Regions from separate parts of the Anas platyrhynchos genome. Here region 2 is linked to region 1. A link is a contact called in public Hi-C data. All regions are on one chromosome and are shown on one strand. The core of a region is the stretch at or near the end of the contact, and the rest is flanking DNA. Distances in the headings are between cores, read along the strand shown. Region 1 overlaps DYM (dymeclin). Region 2 holds the start of SMAD7 (SMAD family member 7).

Region 1 (4,616 bases), core at 616-3,115:
CAAAACCAGACTTCTGGTTCTGACCATCAGCTTTTAAAAACTTTAACTACTACTAATAAGCAATAACCTATGGTAACTTCTAATTGTTTGAAGCTCACCAATAGCAGTCTGCCTTTTCGTGATATAACATGTTTGTAGATGGTAATACCATTAACAGCAATTTCTGCTTAAAGTACCTGTATTCTCCTGCTTGAAGGTGAACACACTTTATGTAAAAGCATTTAGTTTTTGAAAAGAAGTTGAGTGGATTGTTCTTTTCCTGGTAGCTGAAGAGATTTCACTTGATTCTGAGTCCTAATGTTTCTGGGAGGCTTTAGATAGAAGAGGTGCTCTTAGCAACTCCAATTCCTCATGTAAGGTATGCTTAGACCAGATGGACAGCTGTTCAACAGTTTCTTACAACTTTTTGAGTTGCCTGACAAGTACCAAAATAAAGTCTTAAAGAAATGGAAGCATTCTTTTAAGTTTATTGTCTGGTTTCAAATGCTTGTGGAGTGCCTGTACCATAGTGGCAGAACACCTTGCTCTTTTAACGTACGCATGCTGATGCCAACATGGTGATTTTGGGAAGTACCTCTACTCCCATTTGTAGGCAAGGAATGCAGGCACAAAGGGATGTGGGATTTATGCATGATCACAGAGGAAGTCTGCACAAGTTATGTCCTCTCTGGCTTAGGGTAGCGTTTCAGCCACTAGATCCTGCTACAATTAATCTAATGCTCAGAGCTTTTTAAAATGCCACCATAATATAGCATATTCTGAAATAAGTCCAAGTTGATTGGCAAGTATCACTCAACTGATGAGTTAACCAGGTCTAGATTTTTTTTTTCAGATTCCAGCTGAAGCAATTATTTCAGTTTTTGTCCAGTATTCTTAATTATATGCATTTCAGAGCATCTAAATGGGATACTATTTCTAAGCATTCTAACTAGAAAACCAGAGAGGAACCACCTGCATTTTGAATGTAAGGATTGTTTCTGTCAAAGAAGAATATGATCCCATTGACAGATTAAGTAGTTGCAGTGATCAGGTTTGTAAGGGTTTTTGCTAATATTGTTAGCTACGGTGGTTGAGGTAAAGTCATTAAAAGAGAGGAGATCCTCATGTTCAGAACAGAACCTGTGACCTCCACAGTCAGGCAGACATCATTGTTAAAGAATAAAATTCATTTGGAATTTTCAAAATTTTCAAAATATCACACCAAATATTGTTTCTTCAAGAGAGAAAAAAAAAAAGTAATCACAAATTTCCTTTGTATATGCAGAAGGCAAGCTGTGGGGTAACTGGATTGCAGTGGTGCTTTGTTTCTGCAGCAATATGAGAACAGGCTTCCCCTTCTCTGCAGTTCTCAGTGCAGTGGAAGAGCTGGAGGAGCGGGTTAAGGGAATGATGCAGCCTTCTGCCCTATCTATGTTGCAGGAAGAAACTGTCATTACGTATCTTTGCTTTGAATTGAAAGTAGCCAGAGCAAAGTGGTAGCAAAGATTTTTACTCTTTATATGAGTCTAACCAGGATAGTGACAAGTTCCTGTAGTCTCTTCTGCCTTGGTAAGAGCAGTGGCATTTATCTGACAAGTGATGATTCCTGCAACGCTACCCTATAATAGAAAATAACTCAGCTGGGTACAGATTGAATGACAGTCCAACAAAATGCTGTTGCAAGTACAGCCTCATTATGAAGTATTTAAGTGCCTTATGATAACTCAGAAAATGACTACTTTGCAGGTAATCAGCAAAAGCAAGTGCCAGTGGTTTCAGTGTTTGTACCCAGCAGAAAAACTCAAGCCAGTTTGGCATGATTCACATTCTTGCCAGACCTGTAAAGTCTGACCTTTGATGTGGTGGGGAGACCTAGTGATAGGAACAAAGTAGATTTGCCTTTTTCCCCTGTCCCAGGGGAGGGCAGCTTTCCAGCCTGAACAACCTCATCAGGCATATCCTGATGTGCAGCCCGAGGAGAGAAACCCAGCAGGCTGCCCGTGGTTAGACAGTGCCAACACACATGCCAGCTCGTACTTGGTGGCAGGCTGTTCAGCTTGGAGAGTTTGAGTTCAGTAGTCATCCGGAATGACGTGTCAGAGCCATCGACAAGATGAAAAACTCTACAAGTTTATCTTGAGTGTTATGGCTTAGTGCACTACAAAAGGAGATTTCTTTTTTATTTATTATGAGTGTTCTTCGATGCTGAATTAAAAGAACAACAACAAAAAAAAAGCCAGGGACAAAGTCTGGAGAACAGAACAGAGGCAAACATTCAAGGTACTATGTGTTTTGATGCAGTCAATTTTCCTCCCTTGTCATTGCTGCTTCCCTTTTTGACAGCCACTTTCTATTTTTCTGATTTTTCTTACTGTTTCCACCTCTCTTCTTCTCCCTATTCCCTATCCCCTACCTCCCCCTGACAAGGGACCAAAAGTAAAATGTGTGAAACTAAATTGATGTTGAACTGCTTTTACCTAGCAGAGGAAGGATTGAAAAGACTGATGTTCTTTTAACCCTTAATAAATTTGGTTGCAATATTTGCTCTTTGCGATGAGATGATGGTTCCTATTGAGAAAATCAAGCTGTAAGGCTGAATACTAGAGTCAATGCATTCAGTTAAGATTTTGGTTATTACCGTAGAAAACAGATCTCTTTCCAGATATTCAGGCATGCCAGATTAGTTCACCATTGAGACATTAACCAGCTAATAGCTCCATTAGTAATAATTGCCTATGCACTGTCTTTATTACCTAATATTTTTTACAATGGAAAAGGGCACACTAACCTTTTATTCCTTTCTTAAAGGCACAAGACCTGAATGTGATCGAGGAAGTGATCCGAATGATGTTAGAGATTATCAACTCCTGCCTGACCAATTCCCTTCATCACAACCCAAACTTGGTGTACGCACTGCTTTACAAGAGGGATCTGTTTGAGCAATTTCGAACTCACCCTTCCTTCCAGGACATAATGCAAAATATAGATCTGGTAAGTGATCTATTATTTAAAGGATGCTTACACTTTGTTATTTGATCTCTTTATCCTTTTTGAGAGGTGGAAAATATTCATCTCTCTCAGTTTCTTTTAGAATGTGTTTAAATGTTGAGTTTCCCTCTCCTATTCTCTGGGCCTCCAATGTGACTTATTTTGGGCAACATCTTTTATTCAGCAGAGCCAGAGGGATTTGGAGATGCCTCTGGTAAGGAATTCCCAACCTGTGACACATCTTTCACTTCCTTTAAGGAAGAACAGTGTCAACTTCTCTTAACTGCCCCTTGTTATAAGCCTGTCTTCCAGAGGAAAAAAAAGATGGATTTCATTATCAAGAAATCATCTTTGTTTCTGTTACTCCTATCACAATTTTAATTAATGATCATGGGGGACTTTGTTAAATAGCTATGAGCAGGCACTCAATTGCCTCATTGCCTGGCCTGTATCTGAACGTATGTTGCTTTCACCTACAAAGTGTCTCTCCACACCACTCAGCAATCCTGTTGGGAAAGTAAATGCTTTAGAAGAAAACAAAAGGAAATAACTTGGACCAGAATTTGTTACCAGTGTGGTTCTCCATGGGCTGCATATTGGCATCTGACTTTGGATAACAGTTAGCTGTTAGCTGATTTCTGCTACATTTCATAGTGGCATTAACGCTAATATTGAGGACCTGAGTAATGATTCCTGCTAGAAAATAACAGCTGTAAAGTGCAAGAAGCCCCTGTATGTCCTCTAGGCAGTATTTACAGAGCTGAGCAATGCTTGAAGTCATGCTGTGACCTCTGGATGCAAAATGCTGGAAGTGGAGGCTGAACAGGCTGCTAAATTTCTTGCTGCAGTGAATAGGGCATTTATTCAGTATGAGTAAAAATCTGCAGAGGTTATTTTTTGATTTGCCTTTACTTTAAAATACTACAGAAGATTGACAGATTTTTGATGATCCATAAAGGAAAGTAATTTTTACTCTTGACAAAAATGTAGAAGTGAAATCCTGTCCTGTACCTAAGCCTTCCTCTTCTGTTCTCACTTCATATTTTCTGGTCATGCAAGAGTTCGGAGAGCAGAGGTTTCAGAGCTCAAAGCTGTCCAAACTTTTGGCAGCTGCAGAGTACAGACAGCATGATACTGCCTGGATGATTAGGACAAGTCATCTCCAGGTTGTTTAAAGCAGAACTGGGTACAGTCAAGATAACTGTTCTTCATTCCTGAATGAGATAGGGGCCTTCTCTGTCTGCATGTCCAGAACCAGGAAAACTAATGGTTGGCAGGTCCTTGTGCCTGATAGCTCCTCGCCTTCCACAGAAAGCAGCATGTCCTTTCCCTTGTAACAGTTAAACGTAGGTTTTCCTCGACGATTTAAACAGTTCCTCCCCAAAAGCATTTAATACTGGGTTACAGCATAATGCCAGTTATATTCTGAAACTATTTAAAGCTTTCCAGGGGAGCATGTTGAATTTTTAAATAGCTCCTTTGTTAGAGAAGCGAGGATGTCAAAAAAAGATTTTTTTAAAAATGTACCTGTCACCAGCTGGCAAGTGGTGAGAGCTGTCAGGCTTGCAGATGTGAATAAAATATTAGATTCAGCTGACTCCTCTTCCAGCCTGCCACATCCTCCAGTTCATACATGTTATCAGCAGTGC
Region 2 (4,616 bases), core at 1,231-3,730, 75 kb after region 1:
GGTTAACAGTGCCTTGGCTCCAACTGTCTGTCAAAGGCTGAATTGCAATGCAAATTGACTCGGGTTTATCGTGCACCCCTGGCTCTTCAAAGGCAGCCGGGCTCGGGAAGGGTCCCCAGCAGCCTCCGGAGGAATGGGGTCTCCAAACGGGGAGCGTGGGCCGGGTGGGATCACGCACGGAGGTGTTTCGGACGGGGGATGCGGGTTTTATTCCCTCACCTGCCAGTGAGCACTGACGGACACACAGGTGTGGGCTCACCCACTTTTCACGGGGACTCCCAGCCCAGCTAACGTGCTCATTTTTATCAGCTTCATTATGCCTATTTCTGTATTTTCCATCCGGACACATACACCCGGCCTGTTTAAAGGGGTCTGCAGGGTCAGTTACAAACCACTTCTTATCGTTTATTTTATATATTTATTTAATATTTATCATTTGCATAGTAATTTTCACCTGTGGAGCTCAAGGTACTTCACACAGACAAGTGCTGCTGGCCCACTGCACGGACCCGAGGGGTGGAAGCCCAGGTCCCCGCTGACGGGAGAGGGATGTGCCCCAGGTCACACAGGGAACCTCTGGCCGGGCCCCAAAATGACTCCTGGACCCCGTTTCTGTCCCCTGTCCCTGCGCTGCATGCGTCATGGTGTGCTCTTTGTCACTCTGCTCATGACCATAAAGTAATCACAGCCATCAAGTCATCAGCAAGGCAAGCGGAACTGCGGAGGGAAAAACACCCTGAAGAAACCCATCTCATTCATAACAGCCTGGAAAGTTTTAAAAAATTAAAAAGTGTAATGCACCTATTAATGGGCACGTCCAGCGTGTGTTCCACCGGCAGATACAGGAATGGAAAGGGACCAGTTTTCCCCTATCACAGCCCTTTAGCACAGGCATTGCAGTGAAAAGGGGGCTGCAGTGCTCTTGGGAAGCGAGGAAATCAGCAGAGGTCACCTCGGAGGCTGATGAACGAGATGTCAGACTGCCGACTGATGTCCATTTCTCGGGACTTTGAAGTGACCATTTTAAAAGGATTTACTTTGCCCATTAAGTACTGGGAGATGAGGTTAGGAGTCCATCCGCTTCCTCACCCCAACTTGTGTTTTAGAGGCCAGCAAATGAGGTCCTTCCCCTCCACAATATTTTCTTATTATTTATCATAAAAGCGAGCAGATTTTAGGCCTGGGTAGCTATAATTTTGTTACTATTTAGTAAGGCTGCCCCCCAAAATCCAGACCCTTTCTAACTGGTTTAGATCCAGATTCTGCAAATGCCACGAGCGACTGCAGGCCCCCTTGGAGTCTCACTGGCCTTTGGGGGCAGGACCCGGCTCTACAATTATCCCCGTGCTCCTGCCTGCACCAAAGGCAGGCCTCCAGCAGCGGCAGCCCTGGGAATACCCTGCCTGCACGGCACACGGAGCTCCTTCTGCGTCCCCGGTGCTTGATGTCTGTTGTCTTGTTTGGTTGGGCACAATTGTTTTAGAATTGGATTTGCTTGCAGCAGCCGTGATTTAAGAGTCTCGGCTCCTACTTCCAGCGCAGCGACTGACTTACTGCGTGACCTGAAGCAACTCATCCACCAGGGTTTATTACCCGAAAAGGGAGCTCCTTGCTCCCTTTTCGCTGGGGCTGGGGGCTCGTGGTGCGGGGCACTGCGAGGCCCAGCTGGGCTCCCCGGCTCCCCGCCACCAGGGCAGGGTGGTGCGAGCCTCGCAGCCTCTTGGTGTCTCAGTTTCCCCATCCTGGGCAGGTTCCTGCAGGCAGAATCAGGATGGGGGCTCTGTGGAGCACCCCTGGCTGCCAGAAACGCCTCCTGCAAGCCATCCCCGTGGCAGGAATCATCAGCGTGCTCCGTGCTACGAATTCCTGCCCCTCATTTTGTGGGAATTGGAACATACCCACTACGAAATACTTTCCCTTCCTCTGGTGGCAGGTGCTGTAAAAGTGCAAAGCATTACGAGCATTATTGCTTTTCGTGCTGTGCCCCCTTCCGATGCCCAGGATCAGAGATGTAAATATATAAATATATATATATATATATATATATTTTTTTTTTTTTTATGGCTTGCTTTTCACGCTCCAACGTTTACAGCGTCTGGGGCACACCCATCCTGCGGGGGCTCCCCCAGGCTGTGTGCCGAGAGGCGTCGGAGGGTGGGGGGCTGCTGCAGCGCGACCCCACAGGGACCCCCAAATTCCCGATGCGAGGAGGGGAGGGGGGCAGCATCATCCTAGAGTCACAGCGGCGGCAGGGGGGGGGCGCGACACAGCCACAACCTTTCGGCAACCCGAGCCGCCGCTTGCGCAAGGCGGTCGGAGATAAATATATATATATATATATATATAAATATATAATTTTTTTTTTTTTTCCTCTCCCGGAGCGACACGGTGTCTAGACGCCCACGTGATGGGGCCGGGGCCGGGCCGTGCCGGGCCGGGGCCGTGCCGCTGCGCACTGCGAAGGCGCCGGAGGGGGGGGGAACCGGGGGGGCGGGCGCGGCCGAGGGCGCAGGCACCGCCGCTCCCGGCTCCTCCGCTCCGCTCCGCTCCGCCGCGCCCGGCTCCGCGCCGCCGGGGCTCCCCCGCAGCAAAGGAAGACGGAGGCGCTGGTGCGGGGAGGGCGCCTCTTTGCAGCCAGCGGAGGGAAGAGGAAAAAAAGGAGGAGGAGGAAAAAAAAAAAAAAAAAAAAGCAGGAGGAGGAGGAGGAGGAGAAGGAGGAGGGGAAGGAAGGAAGGAGGAGAGAGGAGGAAAAAAAAAAATAAAAAAGGATAATAATAATAATAATAATAAAAAAAGAGAGCCAGACGCGGCGGCAGCACGGAGAGGGTCCCCATGTAAGCACGGCGCCGGGGGAGGCGGCGGGTGGCGGCGGCCCCCCCGGTGCCCGCGGAGGGGAGCGGAGGGGAGCGGGGGGCGGGCAGCGCCGCCCGGCTCTCGCCGCCGGCAGCACGCTGCTGGGGAAGGAGGGACACAGCCCCACTTTTTTTTTTTTTTTTTCTTCTTTCTTTCTTTTCGTAGCAGCCGGATCAAGACTCTGCGTGTGCGTGTGGATTAAAACCTTCGGGAAGAAGGAGGAGGAAGACCCCAAAACCCCGCATCAGGACGACCTGGGCTTTCAAAAGGGATACAACACTCTGGATGCGCTTATTCTTCTCTTTTGTGACAGATGCTTAAATCGATTCCGACGGCCGAATCTTAGGGTCGGTGGTTGTTTTTTTATTTTTATTTTTTATTTTTTTTCCTTTTTTTTTTATTTTTATTTTTTTTGATCTCCACCGTCTGGGCTCGCTGTTTTCTTCCTAATTCCTTCGTTCTGCATCCCCGCCGCCCCCCAACCTTTCCCAAGCTGGCGGCTTGATGGGAGCCGCGGCCCCGGGGAGGCCGAGGATCCCCCGCGGCTCCAGGCTCGCTCCGCAGCCGCGCAGGGCTGCTCGGCGCCGGCCAGCCCAGCCCGCCTCCCCCCGCGCGATGCGCCGCGGCGCCGCGCTCTAAGGCGGCATTTTCGCCCTCTTCGCTTTTTTTCTCCGGGGGGCGAAGCGAGGCAGAGAGGCGGCTCCCCCCTCCCCCGGCTCCCTCGCTCTTCCTCCGCTTTCTGCCCCCTTTTCCTCGCACCCTTCGCGGCGGGCGGCGGAGGAAGCCAGCGCGGAGCCTGGCGCATGCCACAGCCCTCCTCGGCCCCGCCGCCGCCGCCGCCGCCGCCGCTTTCCCCCCGCCGCGACCCGGCTGCCGGCCCCTTCATGCGCGGCGGCCGACATGCCCGTTTTGTAGCCGGGGGCCCCTCCTCTCGTCCCGCATGTTCAGGACCAAACGCTCGCTGCTCGTCCGGCGGCTCTGGCGGAGCCGTGCCCCCGGCGGCGAGGAGGAGGCGGGCGAGCCCGGCGGGGCGGCCGAGGGTCGGGCGCATGCCGGCGGCGGGGGGCGAGGGTGCTGCCCCGGCAAGGCGGGCAGGGGCGGCCGGGGGGCTGCGGAGGCGGAATTGAAGGCTCTGACCCACGCCGTGCTGAAGCGGCTGAAGGAGCGGCAGCTGGAGGGGCTGCTGCACGCCGTGGAGTCCCGCGGAGGGGCGCGCACCCCCTGCCTGCTGCTGCCCGCCAAGGGCGACTCGCGGCTGGGCCAGCACTGGTACCCGCTGCCCGTGCTGCTCTGCAAGGTGTTCCGCTGGCCCGACCTCCGGCACTGCTCCGAAGTCAAGAGGCTGTGCTGCTGCGAGTCGTACGGCAAGGCGCACCCCGAGCTCGTCTGCTGCAACCCGCACCACCTCAGCCGGCTCTGCGAGCTAGGTGCGGGACGGGATGGGGATGGGGATGGAGGGGGGTGAGGGTGGGATGGGGATGGGGTGGGGATGGGGATGGGGATGGGATGGGGATGGGGATGGGGATGGGGATGGGGATGGGGATGGAGAAGGGGATGGGGATGGAGACAGGGATGGGGATTGGGATGGGGATTGGGATGGGGTGGGGAGTGGGGGCAACGATGGGGATCGATAGGAGTAGTATGGGGATGGGGGCAGGGTACAGGGATGGGATAGGAATAGGGATGGGGATGGAGCTGGGGACAGGGATGTGGACAACGATGCAGCCACACACCCTTCCCTGCCCACCCTAAAAAAACACCCC

Evidence for each region. A called contact is a pair of places that touch in the nucleus more often than the background predicts.
Region 2: a Hi-C map of subcutaneous adipose tissue shows a contact between it and region 1, with 2.2 times the contacts expected there. The contact joins the promoter of SMAD7 here to the enhancer-like site in region 1. A contact is called at or near these places in 2 of 8 Hi-C or Micro-C datasets (liver and subcutaneous adipose tissue).

Annotation. Positions count from the first base shown.
Region 1 is chrZ:2,274,251-2,278,866 of IASCAAS_PekinDuck_T2T, forward strand. It overlaps DYM (dymeclin), which reads left to right. Exons shown (of 19, transcript XM_072030751.1): 17 at 2,788-2,970. Among named protein-coding and RNA genes, the nearest start is that of SMAD7, 74 kb to the right of the region's middle. Within about 2 kb of position 1,866, at least 1 of the 8 cell types and tissues checked has an H3K27ac peak or open chromatin away from gene starts, as enhancers often do.
Region 2 is chrZ:2,348,458-2,353,073 of IASCAAS_PekinDuck_T2T, forward strand. It overlaps SMAD7 (SMAD family member 7), which reads left to right and starts at 2,481. Exons shown (of 4, transcript XM_038169927.2): 1 at 2,481-2,834; 2 at 3,019-4,280. The coding sequence starts at 3,794.